Regions from separate parts of the Rattus norvegicus genome. Here region 1 is linked to region 2. The links are chromatin contacts, called in public Hi-C maps. All regions are on one chromosome and are shown on one strand. Each heading gives the region's core, a stretch centred on a gene start, on an enhancer-like site or on the middle of the called end of the contact. The rest is flanking DNA. Distances are from core to core; before and after follow the strand shown. Region 1 overlaps Slc39a11 (solute carrier family 39, member 11). Region 2 overlaps LOC102549836 (a long non-coding RNA gene).

Evidence for each region. Hi-C and Micro-C count contacts between places; a contact is called where the count stands out from the background.
Region 1: a Hi-C map of psoas muscle shows a contact between it and region 2, with 3 times the contacts expected there. The contact joins two enhancer-like sites. A contact is called at or near these places in 10 of 12 Hi-C or Micro-C datasets (the A7r5 cell line, the Rat2 cell line, Schwann cells and 6 more) and 1 of 1 datasets of contacts at active chromatin or transcription factors (oligodendrocytes).

The regions. Positions count from the first base shown.
Region 1 is chr10:98,820,764-98,825,066 of GRCr8, forward strand. All of the region lies in intron 7 of Slc39a11 (solute carrier family 39, member 11), which reads right to left. Among named protein-coding and RNA genes, the nearest start is that of Mir297, 110 kb to the left of the region's middle. Within about 2 kb of position 1,593, at least 44 of the 93 cell types and tissues checked have an H3K27ac peak or open chromatin away from gene starts, as enhancers often do.
Region 2 is chr10:98,705,871-98,710,351 of GRCr8, forward strand. The region is part of intron 1 of LOC102549836 (a long non-coding RNA gene); the gene reads right to left. Among named protein-coding and RNA genes, the nearest start is that of Mir297, 7.6 kb to the right of the region's middle. Within about 2 kb of position 2,026, at least 2 of the 93 cell types and tissues checked have an H3K27ac peak or open chromatin away from gene starts, as enhancers often do.

The DNA.
Region 1 (4,303 bases), core at 343-2,842, 110 kb after region 2:
CATATGCAGGCACAGCATCACAAGCTGAGAGAACTACCACAGAGGAGAGAAAAATGTCATTTTCTTGCCTTTGGATCAAGGCACTTGAATGTCACTCTGCTCTGGATTCTGCACTCCTGTGGACACAACTGCCATCCACCTGAGCTGACTTCCCCGGTCTTTGGCCAGAGGCCCTGCACTCAGAGACAGAAGATGCCTATCTGGGAGAACATGGCCCCTACAGAAGGGCAGAGGGCACAGCGGTGGGGCTTCCTGGGCTCCCCTTTCTTAGCCTTCCTTCTGGGAACAGCTGAGGCTGGGGCCTAACCCTGACATGCTACACACCATGTCAGAGCTGGAGCCTAGATTTTGTGTTCAGGAAGGGAAGCTTTGGGGCTTGGAGAAGGACAAGATACTCCCCTCCCCCGCAGCTGCCACCATATACACACCGCAAGCTCTCTCTTAATATGGACGTATCTTCTTAATGGTCTTATTTATCTGGAGGCGGGGTCTCATGTATTCCAGCATGGCCTCAAACGTATCCTGTTAGTTTAGGATGACCTTGCATGTACCGCTATGCCCAGTGGACAGCATGCTGGGACTCGAACCCAAGGCTTGGAGCATGCTACCTAAGGACTCTGCCGACTGAGCTATCATCACAGCCACGTCTTTTTGGGTTATGGTTTTGTTTTGTTTTTTAAGATCTTCCTTGACAGCATGCTGGCACAAGCCTGCGATCTCAGCAGTCTAGGCAATAGAGACAAGAGTATCTCAGGTTTGGAGCCAGTCTGGGCTGCATGGTGAACTCCTATCACAAAAGGGTGAGTATGTGGTGGAGTTAGGCAGAGTGCCAGCCCAGCACCAAACCCCAAATCCTCCTTAGGAGTGCACTCATTTTCACAGGCAGGATGTGGGCCTCCTTCCCCAGTGGCCAAGGTCTTCTTAGTCTCCTTGAGGAGAGCAGCCCCCCTGCTAAGGCAGCCTGGCTGCCAACACAGCCTTTAAAGTCTCTCCTGGAAGTCTCGAGCACAGATATGTGGCTCAGGCTGGCTACGGGAGCTAAGGGTTTTGTGAGAAATATTCTGAGAAGACTTTGGGCAGGGTGGGGTGGAATCAGGGGCTCCTTGGTCACCTGGGTCTAGAGACCCTTTGCCTCTGGGCCTGGGCTGCAGAAATTAGTCTGGATCTGAACACAGATTTGTGAGTTGAGGTGTTCAGAACTTAGTCCTGCTGACTGACCCCTGTTGCCTGAAACCTTCAGCTGCAGCCTTGGTTCTTCTGAGTGCTTGTCCAGGCCTGAGGGGGCCTCTGTCTCCCGTCCTGCAGGCCTGTGGTCATGCCTGGCAGAGCAGGGTGTGGGTCCTGTGGATGGTCTGGGCAAGGGTCTCCACAGGGCTCTGAGTTCTGGATGGAATTAAAAGTCAATACCCTATCTGTAGGAATTAGGATGATGAAAGGTAATTCGTCTTTTAAGAACAGACAGGAGGCGGGTGACCCAAGTTCCAAAGAATGCTGTGGTTGAACTTTTTTTCTCTCTCTTCTGTTATTTGTTTTCTGGCACAATCTGTCTCTGTGACTGAGCTGAGGGCTGTGTCCCTGCGACAAAGGCCTCTTTCTTATGACAATTTAATAGCTCCAATACAGGACAGCCCTGGCTCTCCCACAGGCCCCGCTCCGAAGGTTGCTGAAGGAGTTAGGAAGAACACGGCTGCTTTTCTGCACTCTGGTTCAAACTTAACTGAGGGAGATCCGGGTAAGGAGGACTGGCCTCCCAAATTTTAACCTCCTCCTAGCAAAACTGACAAAGTTAAAGGGGAGCCGGTATGAGGCCATGATGGGACATGGACCAGGACACGACCTTCAGGCTTTGCAAGGGGAAGTGGTTTAGAACGTTAAAGGGGACCAGGTCAGGGAGGCCCACATTGTAGCCTGGGGAGGGTCTCCCCAGGAATTCCTTAGGGTTGTTGGAGCAGAGACTTCTCCGGGTTATTGAGGGCAACAGTCCAACGTCGCTATTCCTCCCTCATTGTCTCTCTCCAACCTCCTCATCCTTCCATCCCCCCAACAACTCCCCACCGCCTTTCTCGCAAGTGTCCCTGCTCATAGAGGAGTTGGGTTCCATTATAGTTCCTGAATTACTTGTTGCAATGTAAGGATCTCCACAGTGCTGGCAGATAAGACATCAGCCACCCCACCACCCCCGCTATTCCCCCTCCATTCTGGAACTTTCTAGGACAAGTGACGCCTGCTCTGTATCTCTGTCTTCCTCAGTGACCCCCATCTGTCCACCTGCCCCACTAGGTGGGGCCGGGCAAGCAGTTCATGACTTAGGGGCCACCAGATCGTCTTGGTCCCACCTCTCTGGGGTGTCCCTTCTTTCCCTCCCACTCCCTTCCTCCCTTTCTCTATCCCTCCCTTCCTCCATCTGACTTCTCTTCCTCCCTCCGTTCTATGTATTCTTCGTTTACCCGCCATGCAGGGGAGCCATTCAGGGTTATAGTTGTCACCATGGTGGCAAGCGCCTACAGACACTGAAGCCTTCCTCGACATTAACGTCCACTCCCTGTAGGACTGGCTGCATAGACTGCTTCCCACTGATGTGATTTTTATACACGATTGTTTCCCAGCATGCCCAGGGAGATAGAAGATGCTCTTGACAGGTGAGCCTGGGATTGTTTCCCAGCATGCCCAGGGAGATAGAAGATGCTCTTGACAGGTGAGCCTGGACATCTACAGATGATATCCGGAGTACTCACAATGGGGGTTGGCACACTGCCCCTACTGAAGCTGACCCCAGTTCCCTACCACTCCGGGGGACACTTTCTAAGCCTTTAGGTTACAGCAGAGGCGAAGAAGGGTAGTGGTTAGAGGCACAGGCTCTGTAGTTGGGCTGTTTGGGTTCAAAACCCACTTCTGCCCTGCGCAGTCGTACGCACATTTCACATCTGCAAAGTGAGCACGTCATCTTCTCTCACACAAATGGCTGGGAGGCAGAGATAGGATACGAGGTGTCCTGCGTCAGGACGCAAGGTCTCCATGTGGAAGGAGCTCGGGAAATGTTAGCTCCGTGAGTTTTGGAATCTGATGGACGACGGAACTGACGTGCCCTCACTTGCTAAAGAATGGCCGCACCTCTGCCTTGGGTCAGTCAATCACTGTAAACAGACCATTGGTGACACATGCTCTTATTCAGTACCACAAGGGGCACTAATGTCCCAAAGCTACCTCAGCTCACCATGCAAAATCTATGGGGATGCAGACCACCCTCCCTATGGGGTGCTGCTTCGGTGGTCCGTCCTGGAAGACAACAGCTTCCTTCCCTGAGGTATCTGCCCATCAGCTGCTGGGGGAAGATGGATGGAGCCATGGAGAAGACAGGGAGTCGCATCACTCTGAGTGCTTGGGAAAGCACACTGGCTCCCACAGGGCCCCGTGGGCCTGCCCCTCCCCTGGTTGCTCCAGGCTAACAGAGTCCATGTTGTGAATCTATGGCCCCCGCTGCCAAGATGTCCAGCCCCTGTCGCCAGGGACATGGGTGGGGGCAGCTGAAGCAGCAGTGGAGGAGGAAGGGGGTGAGCATAAAGGGCCCCTTGTACTGCTGATAGGGGAGAGAAGTGGCCGCTAGCCACTTAGGGCAAACGGGGTGGGGGTGCGGGGCTTGGTAGCCTCCTTGTTTTGAGACAGTGAGGTGAGATCAGAGGGGCTTGGGATCGAGTCCAGGTAATTAGGGAAGCAAAAGAAAGACTCTCAGGACTGTCTCTCCTGAAGTTGCTGGTGGGTTTCTGAGCAAAGACATCAGTCCCCAACACACTTCCTGGTCCTGGGCAGGGCGAGGGTTAAAGACACTAGGCTAGAATTACTAAGGCAAGAAACAAGGACCACATCAACTCTGCGCCCAGGCAGTGCTATGAACTCTGTTTGGGGGGGAGGGAGCGCTGGGGGACACAGAGTGGCAGGATGCTAAGGCTGCCCGGTACCTGAAAGAGACACCTAGATTGGGTCCTGTACCAAGAGGCCTGGGGCTGACCTCTCTACACTGCAGAAGCTGCTTCTACACCAGATCCTCTGGGTGAGCAGGGGTGGACCGCTTGCTCCTCCAGGGCTTGGGCTGGCAGAGGGATGCAGGGAGAGCCAGGAGCCTGGATATCTCCTATAACATATAAAGCGCTGTGGGATGCCTGTCTCACTGTGGTGGATGCTTCCTGTAAACACACTCAGGTAATTTCTGAACACCCTCACTGCAGTAGCGACCATTACCTATGCTTTATAGAGGAAAAGCCACCGTCACCTCAGACAGCCAGGCTGTGAACCCACTCCCTTGGAT
Region 2 (4,481 bases), core at 776-3,275:
TGTGTGTGTGTGTGTGTGTGTGTGTGTGTGTGTGTGTGTGTGTGTGTGTGTTTTCTTGTTTTAATGGATATTTAAGCAAGGGAAAGTTGGAGCCTATAGGACCATGAATGTCCCAGGTGCTCAATGATGTAAGAGTGGAACCAAACACAGGACCAGCTCCCCGGGGGCAAGCTCATCTCTCTTGCCTTGGGCTCTGACAGACACTGCCTGCCTGGCATTGATCACACAGGGGGCTGAGTAACCGGGAAACCCCAAGATGAGGAAGAGAGGAACCGGCAATGGAAAGGACCTGCCTGTGGATGAATGAGGGGCTAAGACGCAGCGCTGGGAGGTGGTAAGAGGGAAAGAGGACGACCTGGGATCTGGTTACAGAGGACTGCTTGGGAAAACAGTCTGGGTTTGTCTGTGGGCTCAGAAGGTGAGAAGGAGGCCTGCATCCAACTCCATGGGCTTCCCTTGAGTCTCCCTTGGACACTGCTGAATACAACTGGCTGAGAGGACCGTGTTCCCTCTCCCCCAGCCTCATGGTGTCTCAGGAAAGAATTATCTAGGGATGCATGAGTCAGCTCATGTGTTTCTGCTGTTTATGTCTTTAAAAGGTCGTATACACACACAAGCACGCACACACACACACACACACACACACACACCACACATATACACCACACATACACACCACACACACCACACATACCACACATACACACACCACACATACACACCACACATACTACACACACACCACACATACACACCACACCACACTACACACACACCACACACACACCACACAAACACACCACACACACATACCACACACACACATACCACACATAGACACCACATATACACACCACACACACACACCACACATACCACACATACACCACACATACACACAACACCACACCACACACACCACACACACACACACCACACACACACCACACACACATACCACACACACCACACATACCACACACACACACCACACATACCACACATACACCACACATACACACAACACCACACCACACACACCACACACACACACACCACACACACATACCACACACACCACACATACCACACACACACACCACACACATACCACACATACACACCACACACACACCACATACCACACATACACACCACACACACACACCACATACCACACATACACACCACATACACACCACACACACACCACACACCACACATACACACACACACCACACACACACATACACAAACACACACCACACACCACACCACACACACACAAACACACCACACACCACACACACACCACACACAGACACACACACAGACACACACACACTAAACACACCACACACACACACCACACCACACACACACACAGACACACACACACACACACGCACACACACACCACACACCACACACCACACACACACCACACCACACACACAGACACACACACACGTGCACACACACACCACACACCACACACACACACCACACCACATACACACAAACACACACACCACACCACACACACACAGACACACAGACACACAGACACACACACACGCACACACACGCACACACTGTAGCTCCACTTAGCTCCATGAGCCAGGGCAGTTGCTCTTGAGGCTGGGCCATGAACTGGGAAGAGGACAATGCAGCTTTTCTCTTTTGAAGGAGGTGTTTGCTTAACACGCTGCCCTCTGAAGGCCGAAGAGAAGAGTGAGGCTGTGAAGGGAGGACCAAGGTTCAGCACCCGGAAGGACTCCCAAAGCCAACTGCCCAGGATGGGAGCATGGCACTAGCAGAGGGCGGAGAGACAGAGAAAGGGTCCCCAGGAACACCGAGCCTGCGCATCCACTTACAGGAACAAACAGCCCTATAGCTATGGCCCTGTGCCAGAATGTTCCAGAATGCTCAAAAGACGCAGAGCTGGAAGGCAGAGAGCAAGGAGAAGATGGAGGCCGGCCGAGATATGCCCGTACAGCCCCAGGTTCACGGCTGGACACTGCTGGCCGTGACTGCTGCCTCATCAGGAACCCCTTTCTCTCTCACTGTCTCTCCCACTGTCAATGCATAGCCCTTACACACAGCTGCCTGTGCAGCCTCCAACCAGGTACCAAAGACCCAGTCAGGACAAATGGTAAACTAGAGAAAGACCATGTAGCACCAGTAACTATGCAAACGCAAATGAAGTCAGCGAGCTGGGGAGATGCTAGGCCGAGAGTTTGCTGCGAAGGCGTGAGGACCTGAGCTCAGAGCCCAGCACCCTCGTACAGAGCCTGGGGTCAGTGTGTCGGTGCCGGGATCCTTGGGTTGGGGATGCAGAGGCAGGATGATTGCTGGGGCTTGCTGGTTCACAGCCTAGCTCCAGTGAGAGATTCTGTCTTATAGGAGTCGGGGGAGAGGGATAGAGCAGGTAGGGTACCTGACATGTCCCTTTGACCTCCACATACCCACAAGGCTACACATACATGTGGACGCACACACACACACACACACACACACACACACACACACACACACACAAGCACCTTGTGCCTCGATAGTAACAAATGGGAAAGAAAGGGTTAAGAAAGGAGACCTCAAACCCTGCACTCCGCAATTCTGCAAACCCCACACATGAGCCAGGAAGAGAGACCACTGAGTGAGTGCATGAGACGACCACGTGTCCCTCCACCCCACTCCCGCTCCTGGTCTCAGGTTGTCACCTCTGCACGAACAATCCACGCAGGTCACTTGCCCAGGTCACATTCCCCACCTTTGCGTACCTGGCCAGTCACAACTCTATACCATGATCTCCTGTCTCCTCACGGAGGCCAACCATCCTGTGTGTACTCTGCTCTCCCGCTTAGGCACCTGCCTAAGGCACTCTTGCAAGACTCTCATCCCCCAGTCCCTGCCAGGAAGTGCAGGACAAGAAGAGGCTCTGAGGGGGATGACTCTGAGGGCTCTGGTGTGGTGTGAGGAAAGCAACTTACAGAAGAAGAGGTTGACTGAATCGAGGTTTAAGGGAGAGTGGTGGGGAAGTCCTGTCAGAGGGAGTGTGAAGGCTGCCTGTGTCTGTTATCAGGAAGCAGGAGAGATAAATGCTGGTGTCAACTCAGTGTCTCCCTAGGAGTCAGTCCTGAGCCCCGCCAAAAAGGATGGGCAAACCTCCCCTCCTCAGTTCAAACTCTGGAAAAACTCTCACAGACACACACCCACAAGTGCGTTTCCTAGGTGACTCTGAATCCAGTCAGGGTAACAGTAAAGATTACCCCTCCCATCCCTGGTGAACCTCTCTAAGAACGCAGTGGCCTCCCTTGCCTGCGAGTCAGTGTTCTGGTGCAGTCTGTCTCGGTGTTGCAGCCTAGAGTCATCTCACGGTTCCTCCCCTGTGTTCTGGCTGGGAGCCCCAGGGAAGTCTGGGGTTCTGGCTATGGTACTTTGCTCAAGCTCGTTTCCTCTTCCTCTGCCTGGGCCAGATGTTCAGTGCCCTTTTGTGAAATACAAACATGGCGCCTCATCCCAGAGTCCTCAGGTTGCAATGGGAATGAGGGGGAGGAGGAGGGTAGAGGTAAGAGTGGATCATGCCTCAGTTTTCACATACAGCAGCCTTAAAAGTCACCTGGGAGAGAGAGGGGTCAGCTTCTGTTTGTCTGATAAAACATGGGGAAAAGTGCTACCAGCATCTGCCCCAAACACCTACCCTGGCCACTTTAGAGGGGCAGGAACAAGGCCTGGGGGAGTCAAGTCCTTTCTGGCTGAAAACAGAGCGGCACCAAGTTCCAGTCTCCCTCAGACTTAATTAAGCCCCCAGCAGCCTGGGTGGAGGAGGTCCCATTGGGTGGGAAGCACAAAAAGAGACAGGCCAGGAAGTACAAGACCAGTCTCTAAGCCATGAGGGCAACCACCACCCCCCTCAGACCACCTTGGTTCCCGTTAGCCCGTTTGCTGCCAAGAGTCCAACAGACTGGATGCCCTGGATGCAGAAAAGGGTTAGTGCCCTCACTCTCCATTCTCCGAGTTCCTCAAGTCAGCCGTGAAGGGAACAGACAATGCTACAGGAGGTGCTTCAGAAAGGCGGTCTGACGGATCCAAAAGCAAATCAGTCACCACCAGCCAGCCTTCTTGGCCTTTGGATATAGACTTCAAAAAGCAACTCAAGGTAGCAGGGGGGATGCTCAAAGCTAGGCTCAGAGGACTAGAACCACCCCAAAGGGGAACTATGGTTACAGGATGGGAGTTGCCAGACGGTCCCTAAGAGGACCAAGGGGAAGTTGCATTGAAGAGGGATGGACATCTAAGGAGGGCATACGGGTTTCCCAGTCAAGAAATCTGTTTCAAATCCTGGTTGTCTCCAGGCTGGGAAGATGGCTCAGGGGACTGAGGGGCTTGCCATGTGACGTAAAGGTCTGAGTTTCTTTCCTGTTAAGACAAAGTCGGTGATGAGCCCTTGGAATCCCAGAGCAGAGGATGGGGGTGTA